Linked DNA regions of Sus scrofa: region 1 is linked to region 2. A link is a contact called in public Hi-C data. All regions are on one chromosome and are shown on one strand. Each heading gives the region's core, a stretch centred on a gene start, on an enhancer-like site or on the middle of the called end of the contact. The rest is flanking DNA. Distances are from core to core; before and after follow the strand shown. Region 1 overlaps VPS16 (vacuolar protein sorting-associated protein 16 homolog). Region 2 overlaps PTPRA (protein tyrosine phosphatase, receptor type A).

The links. Hi-C and Micro-C count contacts between places; a contact is called where the count stands out from the background.
Region 1: a Hi-C map of skeletal muscle shows a contact between it and region 2, with 4 times the contacts expected there. The contact joins two enhancer-like sites. A contact is called at or near these places in 6 of 47 Hi-C or Micro-C datasets (embryonic fibroblasts, fetal heart ventricle, heart right ventricle and 1 more) and 1 of 2 datasets of contacts at active chromatin or transcription factors (skeletal muscle).

Annotation. Positions count from the first base shown.
Region 1 is chr17:32,808,630-32,812,398 of Sscrofa11.1, reverse strand. It overlaps VPS16 (vacuolar protein sorting-associated protein 16 homolog), which reads left to right. Exons shown (of 24, transcript XM_003134328.4): 2 at 2,289-2,377; 3 at 2,638-2,735; 4 at 2,825-2,953; 5 at 3,034-3,178; 6 at 3,294-3,409; 7 at 3,504-3,626; 8 at 3,757-3,769. Among named protein-coding and RNA genes, the nearest start is that of PTPRA, 13 kb to the right of the region's middle. Within about 2 kb of position 1,853, at least 2 of the 83 cell types and tissues checked have an H3K27ac peak or open chromatin away from gene starts, as enhancers often do. A contact at or near this core is called in skeletal muscle, where this site is marked.
Region 2 is chr17:32,679,955-32,683,544 of Sscrofa11.1, reverse strand. All of the region lies in intron 4 of PTPRA (protein tyrosine phosphatase, receptor type A), which reads left to right. Among named protein-coding and RNA genes, the nearest start is that of GNRH2, 46 kb to the right of the region's middle. Within about 2 kb of position 1,949, at least 3 of the 83 cell types and tissues checked have an H3K27ac peak or open chromatin away from gene starts, as enhancers often do. A contact at or near this core is called in skeletal muscle, where this site is marked.

The sequences.
Region 1 (3,769 bases), core at 604-3,103, 130 kb before region 2:
ATTTTTATTTTTTACAATTAGAGGCTTTTTTTATTTTTAAGAACAGTATTCCTTTTCCATGTTTTTTTTCTCCTTTTCATAGTTTGTCTTCCTAGTTTGTTTTTGGTGGGTTTTTTCAATGTATAAAATTTGTAATGTTAATTATTTTAATAAATAACCATGAAAGTGGTTTAAAAACTCAGTCTCATTCCCATCCCTGCTCCTCTTTAACTGATTCCGCTCCTCACCTGCAAGTAACCACTGTTATGTGGATTCTTGGAAATTTGCCCAGAGCTGCTTTTTCAAATAGCAGCAAATGTAAATATGTGCTTTTACCTCTTTTATATAGAAGTACACAAAAGGTCTTAATTTTTATTTAGACTCATGTTCGTTTTTTTCTTAGAGACTTCCAGGTTTTATATCATGTTCAGAAATTTTTTTACTTTGAGATTGTAAAAATAAGCAAGATTTGTTCTGATACAATTTTTTTTTTAAATTTTAAGCATTTAAATCTTGAATTCCATCTGGAACTCTTTTATTGTAGAGATTAAATAATGAAATAGCATTTATTGTGATTCTTCCCTTAGGATTCATTGTCTCATTTCAGGTATCAATTTGTACCAATTTGAAGGGCCATCTCTATTATATACTCTATTCCCAGGTCTTTTTCTATATTATTTTCTTTTCCATTGATCTATTTGCTTATTCCTGTGCCAAAACTAGTTTTAATTTACTTTAATTTTTAAGTGTATTTGATAATCTGATGTATATCTGTTGTCATATTTTCAAATGTTCTTAAATACTATCCAATATTTTCTCTTTCAGATGATCTTTTTTCTCCCTACATGAACTATAGAATCAGTTTGTGCTTCCTTCCCCACCAAAAATTTGGGGTGATTTTTATTGAATTCTTGTGCACCCATAGATCCTTTAGAATTTTTCTTCATGTTTTCTGTATCCTTGAGAAAGCTTTGATTTCACACCAAAAAAATTGTGTTAGATTTATTCTTGGGTATCTTATAGTTTCATTGCTATCATGATTAGGATTTTTTTAATTAATATATATATTTTTTGTCTTTTTGCCTTTTTTAGGGCTGCTTCTGCGGCATGTGGAGGTTCCCAGGCTAGGGGTCTAATTGGAACTGTAGCCGCCGGCCTGCGCCAGAGCCACAGCAACGCAGGATCCGAGCCGCGTCTGCGACCTATACCACGGCTCACGGCAACACCGGATCCTTAACCCACTGAGCAAGGGCAGGGACCGAACCCGCAACCTCGTGGTTCCTAGTCGGATTCGGTGACCACTGAGCCCCGACAGGAACTCCTAAAATTAATATTTCTAATTAGTTCTTGCTATGGTATAGTAAACTAATTGATATAGAAAAATATATTGATTTTTGTTGATCATTTACTGAGCTCTTTCATTCATTGCTCCATAGACTGCTTTGGATTTTCTAAGTAGACAATCTCCTATCTCCTTCCTTCTCCAAAATAGAAACCTCTCTTTATTTATTTATTTTTTTCTTATATTTTTTTGGCTAGAATGCCAAGAAGACTCTCAATAGAAGGAAATGATGGGCATCCTCCTGATCCTTAAAATGTTACTGCTGACTCCCCTCCTTCTTGAACATTCTCTTGGTGTCCTGGAGAAGTGCCCACTTCTTCTCTGTCCCCTTTTCCTCACCTCCAACCATCACATGATGGCCTCCTGCTCCCATCTTCTCATGCAACCCACATCTCTTGGTGATCCATGCACGCTCGGATTGCAGTCATCTCGTGCCAGTTTGTAATTTCAGTTACCTCCTGTGAGCCAAGCATTCACAGATTGGCATCTGCAACCCAGGACTCTGCCCAGCTCTGGGCTCACTAAAGTGTTCCTCTTGGATTTCTTTCAGGCACTACTCACTCAATCCCTCTAAAACTGAGTTCATTATCAACAGGCGTTGAGCTGGACCCCTGGATATAAAACCCATAACCAGACTCCAGGTTAAGAACCAGAGATAGAAGAAAGGCTGCCTCCTAGAGGGTCTTATTTCCTGCTAATACAGGCCCAAGCCAGCCACCCTGGCCTCGTCCCACCTAACTCTGTGCCCTGGCTATTGGCCACACAGCGTGCCCTGCCAACACCCTCTGCTCCCTCACCTGCTGTCCTTAAGCATGCATGTGGTCACTTGGCCTAGCTGGACCTAGTCATCAACTCCCCCCCCCCCCTGCTGCTCAACTTTCCTGTGGAGGACAAGTCAAGGCTTTAGGGGCTTCTCTGGGGCTCACCCCATCTGGAGGCTAGTCTCTGCTCATCTTGGTGTGCGCAGGAAATATGAGCTGTATAGCATGGACTGGGACCTGAAGGAAGAACTCAGGGACTGCCTGGTGGCCGCTGCACCCTATGGGGGCCCCATTGGTAAGTCACCCCTCTGCCACCACATGCTCTGCCACCAAGGGAGGGGCTCAAGGTCCTTGATTCCTGGGGGCCTTGCTATTGGGTTGTTCTTGCTGGCACATGCTACCCACCCCCTCTCCATCCTACTGAGATGCTTTCTAATTCTGGTTCTCCTGAGGCCTGGCACACATGGGCCGGGCCGAAGGAGCTAGTTCTTAAATGCTCCTTCGCATGGACTGGGCCTGGGCAGCTAGGACAGGAGGTGTCTTCTCAAACTGCAGCACTGCTGAGGAACCCCTGGCGGAAGGAGAAGGCTGCCAGCGTGCGGCCGGTGCTCGAGATCTACTCGGCTTCCGGCATGCCTCTGGCCAGTCTGATGGTGAGCGCTCTGCCTGCCTCACGGCTGGGGCTGGACAGGGTTCTGCGTCCTCCCGAGGACAGCCTCTGGATCCTCCCTGTCCCCCGCAGTGGAAGAGCGGGCCCGTGGTGTCCCTGGGCTGGTCGGCTGAGGAGGAGCTGCTCTGCGTGCAGGAGGACGGCGTCGTGCTGGTGTACGGGCTTCACGGTGACTTCCGGAGACACTTCAGCATGGGCAACGTAGGGCCCCAGGGGGCTGGGGGAGAGGGATGGAGTCTGTGCCTCTGTGGCTCCCTCAACCTACGTCCCCCTTTCCCCAGGAGGTGCTCCAGAACCGGGTTCTAGATGCCCGCATCTTCCATACCGAGCTTGGTTCTGGGGTGGCCATCCTCACAGGGGCCCACCGCTTCACCCTCAGCGCCAACGTGAGCGACCTCAAACTCCGCCGGATGCCAGAGGTGCCAGGTGGGCCCAGACACCCCCGAGACAGCCTGCAGCACCCAGATGTGCCTCCGGTCCCGGAGCCCCTCAGGGGCAGAAGCTCTAGTCAGCCTGAGGCTGTCCTCTTCCCTGGCCACAGGTCTGCAGAGTGCACCCTCGTGCTGGACCACGCTGTGCCGGGACCGAGTGGCACACATTCTTCTGGCCGTGGGACCTGATCTTTACCTCCTGGACCACGCGACCTGCTCCCCAGTGGTGAGGGGCCCTGGGTGGGAGAGAAATGGAGGGTCTGGGGAGGCAGAGGTGAGGCTCTGAGAAGCCAGGCTCTCTGGTGTCCCTCCTGCCCCAGACACTCCCCGGCCTGGCCCCAGGAGTGAGCAGCTTCCTGCAGATGGCTGTCTCCTTCACCAGCCGGCATCTGGCGCTCTTCACAGACACAGGCTACATCTGGATGGGCACGGCATCCTTCAAGGTGTGATCCTGGGACGACACAGGGGCATCGTGCCTGGTCCGGGAAGGATCTTTTGGGGGAAGGGGAAGGGCTTTTCAACCAGACTAGTGACTCCTGGGACAGGGCTGTGACATTCCCTGCACCCTTACAGGAGAAGCTGTGTG
Region 2 (3,590 bases), core at 700-3,199:
GGCTGCCAATTTTAACCAAAGCAAAACAAACAAACAAACAAACATTTGTAAGACATCAGTGATATTTAAACAGTAACTGAATGTTAGATTATATCAAGGAATTAGTATCAAGAAATAGTACCCCTTTTTAAATAGGGTCAGGGTATTGTGATTATTAAGAATCCTTATCTCTTAGTGCTACCTACCGAAGTAATTACAGCTGAAATTATATGTCTCAGAATTGCTTTAATGTAATCCAGTAGGGTGGGTATAGCCCAGTGGTTCTCAACACTCAGGGTAATTTTCCCCTCAGAAAACACTTGGCAATGGCTAAGGTGATTTTGGTCATCACAATTGGGGGTTTGCTACTGGTATCTAATAGCTAGAGGCCAGAGATGTTGTTAAACATCCTACAGCACGCACTGCAGCCCCCCCACAACAGAGACTTACCTATCCCCTAATGTTATTAGAATGGGCTTGAGAAACCTTGGTATAGGTGAAAAAAACTGACATATAGTGATATTGTCAAAGTGAAATGACAAGTATACAGGCATTTTAGTGTTCTCTTTACTCTTGTATAGGTTTGAAAGTTTTTCATAATAAAAAGTTATAAAATATATATATATATGTACTTTTTTTTTTTTTTTTAATAAAGAAGCCGTCAGCACACCCCCACTCTACATAGAGCACTGATTTTCCATCTGACACCACAGCTTGTTCGGCCTTGGAGTGTTGGTAAGCCTTTTGTTAAATACCCTGCTACTCCAAGGCCTACTTTCATCCCCAATCCTGGTTGACTCTAAGCTTGAGGTATTTTCCAGGTTCAGACTGGTAGAACTACTACTTAGCTTTCAGCTATAGATTCTTTAGCTCTGATTGATCTCTTCAGCAGTCTAATCCCATCTGCTTTGTCTTCCAGAAATCCCTCAAAGTTTCTGGTCTGCTGATGCCACTCTTTGCTGCCTTCCAGATGCACTTTTTTAATTTCATTAGTATTTTTATATTTCTTCTATTATTCCAGTGTCCTTTTGGGGAGGAAAGAGAAATTAAATTATATTTCAGCTCACTCTCTTGAGCCAGATATCTCTTTTTTGTTGATGTTTTGTCTTTTTAGGGCTGCACCCATGGCATATGGAGGTTCCCAGGCTAGGGGTCCATTCGGAGCTGTAGCCGCTGGCCAGCATCACAGCCACAGCAATGCCAGATCTGAGCCTTGTCTGGGACCTACGCCGCAGTTCTCGTCAATGCCTGATCCTTAACCGGCTGAGCGAGGCCAGGATCAAACCTGCGTCCTCATATCTGGATACTAGTCAGAAATGTATGGCTTGGGAACTCCAAGCCAGATGTCTCTCTAGTGACCTTCTTTTAATACTTGGTATATGTGATTGGCATTGAACAGACGTATTTCGTGGTAAGCCATTAGTTATTTTATTCATTCACTTAGTGTAGTCCAGTATTTGTTTAGTAGCTACTCTGTTAGGTGTTACGAATATAGTAAGAAGCAAAGGAGATTTGTTTGCCTTGCCCTTGAAAAAATTGTGGTCTAAAGAGGGACGCTCATTAATCAACTATATGCAAATAAGTATATAATTACGAAGTGTAAGAGATATTAGGTGAAATAACAGAATACTCTGTGAGACTAATAAAATAAGATCTGGAGTTCGCGTCGTGGCACAGTGGAAGCGAATCCGACTAGGAACCCCATAGAGGGTTCAATCCCTGGCTTTGCTCAGTGGGTTAAGGATCTGGCGTTGCCATGAGCTGTGGTATAGGTCGCAGATGCAGCTCAGATCCCCTGTTGCTGCGGCTGTGGCATAGGCTGGTGGGAGGTTGTTATTGGCCAGGGTAAGGATATTAGATTTCATTCTAAAGGCTTGGAAAAACATCAAAAGATCTTACATAAGAGGGGAACATGATCTGCTCTGCTTTCTTAGAGATCACTCTGCCTGCTTGTTGGAAAATAGATTGGCAGAGGACAGAGACTTACTGTGATTCAGCTGACAGAGTACAGAGATTCAAACAAGAATGGTGGCAATAGAACAGTAAAAAAGGCAGACAAATTTGAGCTATTGGTTTTAGCCCTAAGACATATAACTTGCAACTGGATTGGATATAGAAGATAGCATGGGGAAGAAATTAAGGAGATTTCCACATTTCTTACTTGAGCAGCAGGGTGGGTGGATGGCAGTGCTAGCTACTGAATGGTGAGGGAAATTTTTTAGACCCAGATAGAGAAGAGCCAAGGACAGACATTTAGAGATTTGTGTTAGAAGAGGAACAGCTAGTTAGGGAATACAACATGGAGCAACCGAGAGACAGAAGGAAAATCAGGGAGTTCTTGTTGTGGCTCAGCAGTAACGAACCCAACTAGTATCCATGAGGATGCAGGTTTGATCCCTGGCCCCACTCCCATGGGTTAAGGATCCACCAATGCTGCAAGTTGCAGTATAGGTCGCAGATGCAGGTCGGATTCTGAGTTGCTGTGGCTCTGGTGTAGGCCGGCAGCTACAGCCCTGATTCGACCCCTAGCTTGGGAACCTCCATATGCTGTGGGTGCGGCCCTAAAAAGACCAAAAAAAAAAAAAAGTATGGCGTCCAGTTTCTCTTCTCTGTTTTCATCCTACCCCTAATCTGGCGGTCATGTTTGATTGAGTCAATTATTCCCTCCTCCTCGAAAAATTCTGTTCTTAGCTTGCATGACAGCACATTCTTCTGGATTACCTCCTACCTCATGACTGTTGCTTATGAGTCAGTTTAACTAGCTGATCTTTTAAAAGAATGTAAATCCATTTATATCTCTTCCCTGTTCAAAGCCCTCCAATCACATAGCGTTCCTCATCACATTCAGAATGAAATCCACATTCGTTACCATTGCCTTCAACCCCTAAGTCTTCTGGCTTCTGCCCACCTCTCTAGCCACATCTTATACCGAAACTGGTCTTTGTGCTTTTTGTTGAACCTACCAAACTCCTAAGGGCTATTGTGCTCGCCATTCCCTCTGCCTAGAAAGGTCTTTGCACAGATCTTTATGTGGTTCACTTCACATCACGTAGACCTGTGCTTAGTGCTTCAGACCTTCCAAACTGCTCTAACATAGCCAACCACTGCTCCCTCCCCCAAACCCTTCACTCTCTAGCGCCTTACCCTTTTTTTCTTCCTGTCACTTGTTCCCATCTGAAATCATTGGCTTGTTCATGAATAGTTTCCTCTGCTTTCCTCCCTCACCTGTTTGTTTGATCACCTCTCTATTCCCAGTATCTGGAACAGTGCCTGGAATACAGTTGCTGGTCCACAAATATTTTTTGATTTAACGCTGTTAAGGGGTTGAATCAGATGAGGATGGGAATGTTTCTATTGGATTTGGCAGTATGCCATTTGTTAGTGTCCTCGATGAGCAGCTTAAATGCACCACTGAGGGTAGGAGTCAGAGCAGAATAGATTAAGGAGTACCCATAGATAAGGCGTTAGAGAAAACAACTGTTTTATAAGACAACTATCGTGAGAAGTAAACTATGAAGAGAGACATGGGGCTGGCTGTTGGTGGCTGGAGGAGGGTAAATGAGGTCACGAAGAAAGTCTTCGAGGTGACAGCAATAGATGTAATCCAGAGC